Regions from separate parts of the Xenopus tropicalis genome. Here region 2 is linked to region 1. A link is a contact called in public Hi-C data. All regions are on one chromosome and are shown on one strand. Each heading gives the region's core, a stretch centred on a gene start, on an enhancer-like site or on the middle of the called end of the contact. The rest is flanking DNA. Distances are from core to core; before and after follow the strand shown. Region 1 holds the start of tdp1 (tyrosyl-DNA phosphodiesterase 1). Region 2 holds the start of mrps10 (mitochondrial ribosomal protein S10).

Evidence for each region. A called contact is a pair of places that touch in the nucleus more often than the background predicts.
Region 2: a Hi-C map of neurula embryo shows a contact between it and region 1, with 1.7 times the contacts expected there. The contact joins the promoter of mrps10 here to the promoter of tdp1 in region 1. A contact is called at or near these places in 2 of 5 Hi-C or Micro-C datasets (brain and neurula embryo).

Annotation. Positions count from the first base shown.
Region 1 is chr8:86,508,008-86,514,591 of UCB_Xtro_10.0, reverse strand. tdp1 (tyrosyl-DNA phosphodiesterase 1) reads right to left here and starts at 4,192. Exons shown (of 16, transcript NM_001045777.1): 1 at 4,158-4,192; 2 at 167-681. The coding sequence starts at 4,165. It overlaps efcab11 (EF-hand calcium binding domain 11), which reads left to right and starts at 4,891. Exons shown (of 6, transcript NM_001113812.1): 1 at 4,891-5,037. The coding sequence starts at 4,963.
Region 2 is chr8:86,698,144-86,704,060 of UCB_Xtro_10.0, reverse strand. It overlaps mrps10 (mitochondrial ribosomal protein S10), which reads left to right and starts at 1,867. Exons shown (of 8, transcript NM_001016991.2): 1 at 1,867-1,968; 2 at 2,986-3,044; 3 at 5,098-5,164. The coding sequence starts at 1,906. It overlaps psmc1 (proteasome 26S subunit, ATPase 1), which reads right to left and starts at 1,774. Exons shown (of 11, transcript NM_001045689.2): 1 at 1,699-1,774. The coding sequence starts at 1,701.

The DNA of each region.
Region 1 (6,584 bases), core at 2,943-5,442:
GCAGCTTGAGATTAACTCTTTACTAGCCTTTCCTTCTCCAGTGTTCCTATCTCTGCTTCTCCTAAAGTGCCCCATAATTCTTTTAGGGCTTAAGAGCATAATCACATTAAATCTGTAAATCTGAATTCATAAGGGTTAGTTCTCTCATTCTTGTTTTTGTACTTACCTTTTATGTGAAGTGCACCTGAGTTGTATTTAGGTTTGATCCCCATAACTTTAGTAAGGTAGAAGCGGAAAGGCTCACCAGCCTGGAGCAGGTCCCATGTGTCTTGAGAATCACTTGGTGTCTTGCATTTTTTTTGCTTCACCTCTATGTTTTCTTGTATTTTTTTGCTTTGCACTAGCACCTCTATTTTGTCTGCTTTAATGTTCCCTTTTTGTTCAACTTGGGTAGGTTTCGATTCTTCATCACTACTCGATAAGCACCATCCTGAAACTTCAGTCTCAGTTTTTATTTTCTTGGCAGGAATCAATTCCTTTTTAGACATCTCTTTAAATTTAACTGGATTCGCCTTTCTTTTGTGAGATGCTTTTCTGGCATCGGAGCAGGGGTAATGAGGAACAGAATCCCGACTCTCTCTACTACTTGATGGAGGAGATGGTATTCCACTGTCCTCTGTTTCATCCTCACTGCTAGATAAGGTCCATTTACCATAATTACTCTGTTGGGAAGCTGAGGTCCTACCAGACACAAAAAAGAAAAAGGTTTGACATTTAATATGCATAGTATATTTCTTTTAGGTCCCTTGTTTCTTTTTATTGTCTATGGAAATACTATAATCAGATGTCATCCTTTGAATCGGTAGCTTTCAAAGCTATAATGTGTGCAGTTCTGGTGCTTCCTTCCAAAGGTGAATATGACTCTTTTGCTACCCTATACTAGTGAGCACAATACGCTGCACACACTAATTTTGAGGTCAGCACACACATCAAATTGTGGTGTGCACAAAATGTTACATTTATTCTTGCAGTTTTTAAAAATCCGTAAACAAATTTAAAATGTGCACACAAAAGATTTTCTTTCTCACATAGCCAAGAAAGAATTGAAGGGAACATTGCTAGTGAGTAATATACAATACTCTGCTCCAGTATGTTAGTGGAACAGGTAAGTGTAAAAATGAATAACATTTTACATGCTAACTGATCCCCTGGCCTAAATTAAAGCATTTTGCAATTTACTTGTATATATCGTTTTAAAGTGATTGCTGCTAGTCAAGTGATAGCTGCTAGTCAGGGGTTCACAAAAAGTGACTGTGCAAATTGCAAAACAGTGATATATTGCTATAAGTATTGTCCAAGTGTTGGATAACTTATAACACCATAAGCTGAAGATACTAATTATGTTTACTTATCAAAGCACTGGGCTTGGGGCAGATACTCTGCTATTCATAGGCCAGTACAGTAACAAAACAGTGGAAAGATGGAGGATTTCCTATAAAGGGAGGCTTAAAGATGTCTGCTTTATACAAAAAGCAGAGAGAGAAAAAGACTCTTTCACAGAACAGGCTTAGAAAGAAAAACTGCAACAAACTGAAAAAATTCACTTTGTCAATATTTCATTTTACTTAATTCTAAATGTATATTTCATGTCAGGAACCTTTTAGGAAACTCAATGATACATGATAGCAATGGAAACTTTTTTTTAAAAGCTATGGCTAGGCAGAAAAGTGGCATCTGCAATCTTGGTAGAGAGAGATGCAGATGATGATATATTTACAAAGAAAGATAAAGGAAGCAAATCTGGGATCCGGGTAAGCAAAATACAAAGAATAATATGATTGGGGAAAACAATAGCATGGTGTAATTAATTTGGGGCAGGATAGTGATGCAGAAACTGATGCAGTGGAAATGAAAATGCATAAGACTGATGTACTGGGGAAACAGACATAGCGGGTCTGGGAAGAGTAATACAGAGAGTGATGAACTGGGAAGAGTGACACAGACTAATGTACATGAGAAGAGGTCAAAAACTTGTGAATTAAAATCTATGCAGGGGGCTAACAAATTGAAACAGACATGTGGAGGCTGGTATATTAGGTGAAACAATAATTTATTTGAGTCAAGTTTAACTTGACGGCCATCATGCCCTTTTGTTTTAACATGGTCCATGATACATGATGGGAAAAAAAGTTCTTAATGACAAAACACTGAAATTTTACTTTTTATGTAAAACTTATCATATACATATATATGTTACATTTTATGCATCTGTTATATCTGCATGCACCAGGAAACCTATTTTTAAACTCATTAGTGATGCTTCAATAGGTCAGACAATTTGGGTCATTTGCTGTAGGTGGTTGTTTCATGAACTGACACCATTCTTTAAAAGTACTTACACCCAAAGCCACTCCTTGCATCCTGCATAGTTATCTAGTCCATTCATGCAGGGGAATCTAGGATCTATCACCATCTCAAAAGCTGTGGTAGCTTAAGGGTTTCCACAGGGGCTTTTGTTAATAGACGCAGCAAACCTGTGCCTAAGTAATCAGGCACAGATATCATTTTGACAGAAATTTGGATGCAAATAATGACATCCAAACAATGATGATTTTCAGAAAAATTGTGTCTGATTCATGAAGACATTTTCGCGCATCATCCACAATTGCATTAAGCAAACCCCTACTCTACGGCCACAATAACACTGCAAAGTGGACATTTCAACTTGTGTACAAAATCGCACACTTGACTTGTGCTTGCAAATAAGCTCTTATGTATGAAAGTGCTATTGAGGCAATTACAAGTGTTTGTACACTAAGGGGCCCATTTACCAAAGTATTTTCGTTCGGATACGAAAATCCAAAAAATGGTATTTTCGTACTGTGCGTATTGTCGCTGTTTTTTTTCTCTAATTTGCGCAAATTTTTCATACTGTGCGTCAAAATCTTATTTGTCGCAACAAGTAGGAAAGTTTCAGATTCATTCAAGCTTCGGTATCGTGACTTTCCATGGGCCAGGTTGGAGCTGCAGAGTGCCATTGAGTCCTATAGGAGGCTTCCAAAAACATACACAGAAGGATCAAAGACAGAAAGGTTTTCCCGCCGTTTAAGATCGTTCAGATACGAAAATTTTGTGACTTTCAGATCGCCAATACGATATTATTGTGACTAATACGATTTTTACGTAAGCATTTTCGTGACATTTCCAATCATCAGAAATTATCATATCTATTCTGAATTTTACCCATTTTGGGATTCGAACTCGTACTTTGATGAACCAGCCCCTAATACTGGAGTAATTTCATACCCTATTAGAGTAAAATATTTGAATCAAGAGTCTTATGGTTAGTATTGTTTACAATTTCCACTCAAATGAAAGAAGCATTAGCACTTTTCTTACAGAGACAGCAACACCCAGGGGCAGATTTTTCAAAATGTGAGTTTAGAGCTTAGTACATAAAAACTCACCCACGTTCTATTCATTCCTATGGGATTTTTAGAAGTGTATTTATCGATGGGTGAAAGTTAGAGTCCACCATTTGATAAATACACTTCTCAAAATCCCATAGGAATGAATAGAACGTGGGTGAGTTTTTATGTACTAAGTTCTAAATTCACATTTTGATAAATCTGCCCCCCAACCTAACTTGAAGCAGTTCTGTGCCTGTTTCTTATTCACAGGAGGGTATTTTGCACAGAATAATGTCCTTTTTTATTCAATAGAGGAAAATGCTAACAAATTAAATGTAATTTAATGTAAACAAGAACAGACCGGTCCAATGGCAGAAGGAAAATCAAATGTATCAGATATAACAGATACTGAGCCTGCCCCGTGTGTCCTGTAACATTCACTGTTTCAGCACCCCGTGTCTCATTAATCCACACTGCTCTAAAATACTTGTCTTACTACAATGCACTTACTGGTACCCACCCTCATCTTCCCATACTTATCTAGTCTGCAAAACACTTGTCCCACTTTTATACGCAACAACGGACCGGCATTCTGCTTCCCTAAAGCACACACAATAAACCAGACCCGCTTATTACCTCACATATTGTACAAGACAACAGACTTCCCATAACAACCCTAACACTGAAACCTACTAAGCCTTTCTCTGTGTGAATGGCTGCCCATATAATACTGATATTTCATCACCCCGGCACACACTACGAGCAATTCCTACAGAGGAAGCAAAACACAATACAAGAACACATCACCTGTCCATTCTGCAGCTGACTCGCACATGTGTAAGAGACTGGTAGCGTCACTGACCTGCGCTGCTTCTGTCCGTCTTTCTAATTGGGCGAGTGAAAATGTGCGTCATCTGAAGAGCGCCCAGCGCATTAAAGCAACTTGGAACTTGGCTGACTTGTTATTGACAGTTCGGTTCCAAATCTGAGACGCAGCCCAGAGTAATGGTTGCGTGTTAGGAAAAGTGTAACTCAGCTTTATCTTTTTGAAGTAATAAACTCATTAATTGTCACACAGTTACCAATACAGATGCTAAACTGTGAGCCTGCGCGCAACAAATTTTGCATGGTTACATAGTAAATCTGGATGGTAAAAGATGGCATGCCATCAATTTATCTTGGGGATATTAGATAAATTAAAACACGTAGCCCTTTCTTACCTCCCTATATTGTTTGCACTAGGGACACACGTTCAAATCATTAACTATTAGAACAGACAAATGGCTTATGCAACATTTTAACGTTTCCGTTAAAGATTCGGCTCTTTCGTGCATAAGTGCCTATTTACGTGAATAAATCCTTTTTATGTAAAACGCACTGCAAGTTTTGTATAATTCCTTACAGCTTCACCGCCCTCACCCCCTTTGGGGAGGGGCCTTAGGATACTTCCTGGTCATCTAGCCAATAGTAATTCCCCCGCCTCTTAATTTGTTAGACTGCTGCCAATCCGAGTTCAGTCTCGTTTTCCGCGGACAGTTTTGATATCGTGGTAGTCATGGCAGCGCTGTGAGAGACCCTGCTCTACCTGGCGGCGAATGTTATAGGAGCCGCGATGTTTTCTGCTGCGAGCAACTCTCTCTGTTCCAAGCCGCAAGTCAGCGACAATGACAAAAAAACGTTTCTGAGAGTGAGTGATTAAACCCCTTTTTGGCATGAGCTCATTCAGTTAGACCTATGTATAAAAACACGATCACTAACTTTCATGAACTACTAAAAATGTATTTTATTCTTTACACAGGTTTACCTGGTTCCACAAACTAAAAGGGAACCGTTATAGTCTATCCCAGCTCCCTTATGCATACAATGTAATGCAGCCAGGTCCAGACTGAGATTCCTTATAGGAACTGGTATTTTAGGTACATAATGGCCCGCTTTTCGCGGGACAGTCCCGCTTTTTATGGCGTATCCCGCTGTCCCGGATAGTTCCATGAATGTCCCGCATTGCGGAACATTCATGGAACTATCCGGCACAGCGGGATGCGCTTGCTGTGCCGGATGTTCACGCTTCGTCGGCTGCTTCGTTATGCCTCTAGTTGCGCTGCGCGACAGTCCCTTTTATAAGGTTGCGCCTGTGGGTGTGACGTCATTACGCACGGGCGCAACCTTATAAAAGAGACTTCGCGCAGCGCAAGGAGAGGCATAACGAAGGCGGAGCGCCTATGGGAGGTGCTGTGATAGGGGGCTACTGCGTATTGGGGGGCTACTGCGTATGGGGCGGGCTACTGCGTATGGGGCGGGCTACTGCGTATGGGGCGGGCTACTGTGTATTGGGGGCTACTGTGTATGGGGGGAAAAACTGGTACATAGTTAGAACTTATAACTGACTGCCTTCTCTCTATATTTGTATTTATATGTAGGAGTTGCTATATTGTTTTCCTTAGGTCGTTCAGTATGAGGGTATAGCACATTTTCGTCTGCTCCCGCCATTTGATCTATATAAAAGGGGTATTTTTTTTAAAATGGGGTGTGGTAATTGGGGCGTGACCACAAAAGGGGGCGTGGTCAAAAAAATTTGCCGCGCTGCGCGCACCAAATCTTTTTGTCCCTCTTTTCATTTTTCAAATGTTGGGAGGTATGTTATACATAACCAGAAATTTCAATTTCCCTGAAATGTCATAGTTTTTCCAAGGTCCAGCACAGGAGTAAGAACCTGAAATTTACATTTTCCTGGAATTTATGTTTATTTTTTGTCGCCCCAGGAAAATGTAAAATCAGGGTTTTAAAGGAGAAGGAAAGTTACAATCACTGGGGGGTTGCCAAAATGTTTGGCAGCACCAGCCAGGGATTTCAGGTAAGTGACTACAATCATTGGGGGGTGCTTGACATTTCCTTTAAGGGGACTTCAATGCAACCCCTCTAACCTTGTGATGGATTTTGGGCCTTGAAGTCTATCTGCTTTCCATAATAGAAGGGTGGCCACACAAACAGATTCATATACTCTCCTTTCATTTGGCTATATGGACGGAGAGCATAGGAGATCTGCCCTTGTGTGGTCACCTTAAACAATTATGTTCCCAAAGGTTTTAAGGATCTGGCCCTATACAGATTGTTCTGCGGGCCCCAGTTACACAATTATCTTGATCTGATATATTATGTGTGCTATCAATTATACTGTAAAGTTCTTGGACTTCCTACTTCATCTTAAAGAAAATTTGGTTCTGCTGTAAGAAATAG
Region 2 (5,917 bases), core at 618-3,117, 190 kb before region 1:
GTTTTTGACCTGCGCCAAGAACAATTGGACTTGTATAGGGTGTGCTCCTCCCTGTGTACTATATATTTGTACTTAATATGTATATATGTGTATTTGTACTTTAGCTTCAATCTAGCCAAGGCATAAAGGGGTCATGAGGACAGGCAGGAGGCACAGGGCCTCAGTAAATCCTAATTCATAACTTAAGACCCTGTGAATGAGGTGTTGCCAGTTCTAGGACCTAGATCATAAGTTAAGGTACTCTAGAAATACAAGACACTTAAAGGGATGGTTTACCTTAAGATAACTTTAAGTATGTTAGAAAAAAGTCTATTCCTAGCAACTCTGCAATTGGTCTTCATTATTTATTCTTTATATATGTATTTGCCTTCCTCCTCTACCTCTTTCCAGCTTTCAGATGGGAGTTGCTGACACCAGCAGGCAAAAAACTATTGATCTGTGAGTTTATTTACTTATCTTCCTGTACAGTCCCCCTCCTTTACTTATTCCAGTCTCTTATTCAAATCACTGTCTGGTTGCTACAAAAAATAAGACACTAGCTGCTGAAACTTCAAACTGGAGAGCTGCTAAACAAGCTGCAAGCTTTCTCAAAATATCACTCTATTTTATACTAAAAGTTAATTTAAACCAGGCTAGGGCTCTCCTGAGTAGCACCGATTGCATGCTTAACAAATTCCCTGTAAAGCTGGCCATACATGCACCAACATAATTGTACGAAACATAGTTTTTGGACCCCTTGGGGGACCTACAATGTATTTCCAGGATGTCACTTTTGTACAATTGTTGTCTGCAATTATTTTTAGGGCTTTATACAATTTCAGTCTGAATGTTAGTTTTAGATCATTGCATTTAAAAGTATGATCGGTATCCAAACCTTCATCCAAAGACTGAAATCTGAGCGTGTATGGCCACCTTTACTCCTAAACACTGTGTGTGTTTGCTACATGCCAACTTATTGTGAGTAACACATTACTGCTGAACTAATATTACTAATGTTTCCTCTGTCTATTACAGGTTCCTGAGTAAAATGCCCTACACTGATAGTGGTCTTTGGCCTCAGGCTTAGAAATGCAATCTATATTCTGCTGCAATAAGCTAAAGATTCATTTTGCATATAAAACTAGCATTGGCTTAAAGTAAGCATGAATGGTGCCAAAAAGAACTAGGCACAGGTTTACCTAATGCTTTGTGTGCATTGCTCACTTATTTTCATGATGCTGCTTTAATTCCATACTGGGAAACATAAATACCAATAAATCCCTTTTGAATCATATACTCTAAAAGCCACGTTGTGATTTGTGTTAAAATATATGCTTCTCCATTTCAGTGCATTAATAAGCACACCTGCGTGATACACTATATGGGCAACAATAGAACTACATAGACTGCTGGTACAGTAGTAGCACAAACATTTATTTAGAGACACCAGGGCGATTAGCCCCAGCTGCCAGCGCCACTGTTATTACATAGGAAGGCACTGCCCGGCTCCTATTAGGTAGGAAGCTATTGTGAAAAATGAGCCAAGTCACTGAGCGGCGGTGGCATCACATTCTTTGGCTTAGGCACTGAGGAACGGAAGGACGCCCAGAGAACACAGGCACTGTCTCTCTTGTCCAAACGATGCCATTAGGGCCAAACAACCCCTATATTCCCCGCTGCCAACTCGCCAGCCCCCATAGACGAAAGATGCTCACTCACCATGTCTACTTCTTTCAGCCGGCCGCAGACTCCGGATGTACGTCACTAAACGGCGTCAAAGAAGGGACAAATCTTGACAGCCTAAAATGCGGAAATACGTCACAGGAGAGTAGCGTACGACAGTAATATGTAAGCACACGGAAATAAGTTACTGTCAGAAAGTCTGGAAGGACATGCGGGATACGGAAGCCTAAGAGGTTTAGCAACATGAGTGTGCGAAGGGGATTTGTCCTTCTGAACCATTGCACATTTAATTTTCTCCGGTACCAGGTAATCGCTGTCACTGCGGTAATCACTGCGGTAGTTTACTGCTGCACGCTGCTTACTGTATGAGATTTTGCTGGACATGCACAAGTGCTGGTATATTTGTTGCCCTTCAGTCTATAGATGATTAATGGAAAACAGACATGCAGTTAATGTAACATAATAATAATATATATGAATCACTCGGTGTTCATTTGACTTGGCAATTTGCAGTCCAGCAATTTGTTACAAACCGGCCTCCCTAACTCCCATCTTTCCCCCCTACAGTCTATACTAAATACTGCTGCCAGAATTCTCCTCCTCTCACCCAGGAGAGTTCAGGCCCCTCCCCTGCTAAAGTCCTTATCGTGGCTTCCTATTAAACAAAGAATATCTTACAAACTCCTTCTCTTAACCTTCAAAGCCCTCCATTCCTCTGCCCCTCAGTACATCTCTTCCCTTGTGTCTCCGTACGTTCCTGGCCGACTCCTTCGTTCCTCGCAAAGCAACCGCTTGGTTGTGCCCCCCACTATTACTGCACTTTCCCGCCTTAAACCTTTTTTCCCTGCTGCCCCTTACATTAGGAATGCCCTCCCTGATTTCCTTCGGAGAGAATCCTCCCTCAGTCTTTTTAAAACTAAACTAAAAGACTACCTTTTGGAGCACTCGCCCAGCACCTGACAAGGAAAATAGCACTTATATTGTAATGTCACCCACTGTGACCTACAGCACTTATATTTGCCTATTTGTGTCTGTAAGTTACCCTCCCATATAGATTGTAAGCTCTACGGGGCAGGGACCCCAATCCTCTTGTGTCTTTGACTCTTAACTCATTGCAACTGTATTTATCTGTATTTATTGTTGTACTTTGTATTTATCTATTATCTTAATAATCCCCTGTTTGTATTACTGTACAGTGCTGCGTACATAAGTAGCGCTTTATGAATAAAGATATACATACATACATACATGTTCCCATAAGGCAGACATTCACTTGTCTCAAGGTACTCTTTAATTTACATATCACATGTTTCTTCACTACAGGCTTTACGGACAATATCATCCCACTTCTGCACAGTCTCTGGCAAATCTAGATATGGTCTGTAAGTATTTTACAATAAACTAAACCTAATGGAACCAGGGCAAACCTACATGAATAATAAAAAAGAGCATTTCTTTTCATTGTTTTGACACACCTGCATATGTGATGCCCCCTATATCTGTCTCAAAGGAAACTATGTATCCAAATCTACCTTTGGTTAATTTCTTGTATATTTAACTTACTGGGGCCTGGGAGAGCTGTCACTTTATGGGAGTGAAGACACTTTCCCTCCTACATTATTAAAACATTGAAAACATTTTATTTATGTAAAAGTTTATTTAGAAAAATTGGATGCACAAAGAATTAAAGGAACAGTAGCACCAAAATATGAAAGCTACATTTTAGGCTAGTGAAGTATTGCTTCGCAGGCACATGTAGCGGGCCAAAACTGCATGCTCAAGCAAGTTCAGATTGAAATACGCTGCGTGTGTTTGCTCCTGGAAGCACTGATTTGGCCCGGGTGCAGGAACACACAGTGTATTTCAGCAGGACAATAATGCTTTATAGTTACATTTTAAATGTTACTATTCCTTAAACTCCACTAAACCGTAGCAGTCTTTATGTGTGGCACAAGCCTGGACCCAGGATCAGTCTTTTTGAGGCAGACAAACCAGTTTTACCAGTGAAGGGCAGCAGTGCATTTATAGTTTAATTTGTTTAAAACATTTTAATTTTTTGGTGTTAATGTTTCTTAAATGTGATCTATATTTTATCAACATTCTAATGTTCATATAACAAGATTTTCAACAGCACAGGTGGGAAAGCCAAGTACCTGTGGTAAATGGGGAAAAAAATCTTTACAGGCAAATGCTTTTCTTTGAAGAGCACATATAAATACTAGGAGTGTGGCATATCTTCTTCATGTATGTTTTGCTGAACTGCAGCATGGCCTTAATATACTTTGTATGTCATTCTAAAGTACACTCCTGTCCCCTCTTTGTTTTTCTTTCACATACATAGACCTCCTATACATGCTATCCTTATCAAAGCTCTATGAGAATACATTTTTTTGTCAATTTAGCTCAGACTTTTAAGCACATTGTCTTGGCTTCAGAATTACTGCTTCTGAGCCACATTCAGAGACGCGACCTGTGTTTGTCTCAAACTTTGCCAGCTTTTTGGCAATTTAAGAGATACATAGAAACCTCTTTTTTTACTAAAGGAAGACACTGTTTATGTGAATACCATGAATGAAAACGGTAGTGGGGACCGTAATGCAAATAAAAATCAAAAGGATTTCTAATGTTTTACCTATTGAGTAACAAGGTAAAGAGACATTTTTTCCTTAATGGGGCTTCTACTACCTTACTAAATAAATCAAACATACATAGATGCCAGCTGCATATTATATTAAAATAGAATAACATCTACAACATACTAAAAGTTAATTTTAAGATTAGCATCCCCTTTAACTCACAGAATGGGCTCCCTTAAAAACCCTGAAGTTCCTGCCCTGCTACAGGCGGTTACCATGATATTCTTTGTGTAAGCTCCATTACTCTGGGAACTACAGCCATTTCTATACTGCACACAAAAGGACAATATAGATTATTTGCATTGGTTTATGCCATACAAGAATAAACTACATATTAAGGACAAATAGATGTAAAGCTAGCTAGATTAACAAACAAGCACAGACTTATCCCACTGAGCCACCCATATTATGATCAAAATCGCAATGCAGGGTGTCTATATATACAGACACATATAGTTCTCAAACAATTGGACTTTCTTCTATGCTTGATTAGTGTCTAAATAAATCCAATCACATATTGTCTAGGGAAACGTGATAGTTTTGTTCTATTTATGGGACAATGAATTGGCATCTAATCTGCCCATGTGTGGTCATTTTAAAGGATGAGCTTCAGAAAGCATACATGATCTAAGTGACATGATTATTTTCTGTTTAGGTTAATATAAGTATTTTCTTATTTGCTGTAGCTTTATGTAACCTATATATAATGCCCATGTTTTATAGTAAAATAATTTGATTGCATGGAATTGCATTGAATGTTTTGATGATAAAAAAAAAACAAAACACATTTGTTGTTTAGAAACAATGGAAAGATACATTCAGCAGGGATTCATTCAGAAGCATTTCAGTCTAGAGTAAGAAACTTGGTATGTATATGTTTATTCATTTTAAGCATTTTGTGTAGTTGTTCAGTAACAAGTTATTATAAACCTTTTTAGTGCAAGTTAACTGTCCTGCAGCTTGTAAAGGTAAGGCTGTTAACTGTGTCAAGCATTCGTGTGTATAGCCTCGAGACAAGATAGTCATAATTGCACGGAGTTGGCAGTAGAACAACATTCAGAGGGTTGCAGACTAGGCATATATGCTGTAAACTTCTTTCCTTAAATTATATACTTTTCTGTTTTTGGTGTTAATCTGAATCAACTGACAGGAAATGTAAATGTAATTTGTCACAATACTGCCATTTACTTGTCACTGAGTGGATTTTTATCCAGAGATAAAAATTTTTAGAAAGAGAAAATGGTAATACTTGGACAGCAGCTGCAAAATTACTTTTCACTGGAAACCCACTTTATGTGTAAATCTTGGGATGTAACTTGTGCCCTGGACCATGTGCAGTTTAGATCAACCAGGAGTGTCAAAAAGTGAAAACTACATGTCTGATAGTTGATTTTTTTGTGGTTTCTAGTTCAAAGCTTTAGGGGAAACATTTGGAGGAAACCACTTTTGAAGTAATGTAGCTGATGGGGCTAGTTTTGCTAGCTTTTGTGTAGATGTATAATACAGTAATACTTTCTGAGGGTTAGATGTATAAGTTAGCAGACATATATCTATTTTACTAGCTCGCCTATGATTGGCATTTTAGCTTAAGATATTTAAGTATTACTGATTGATAAAAA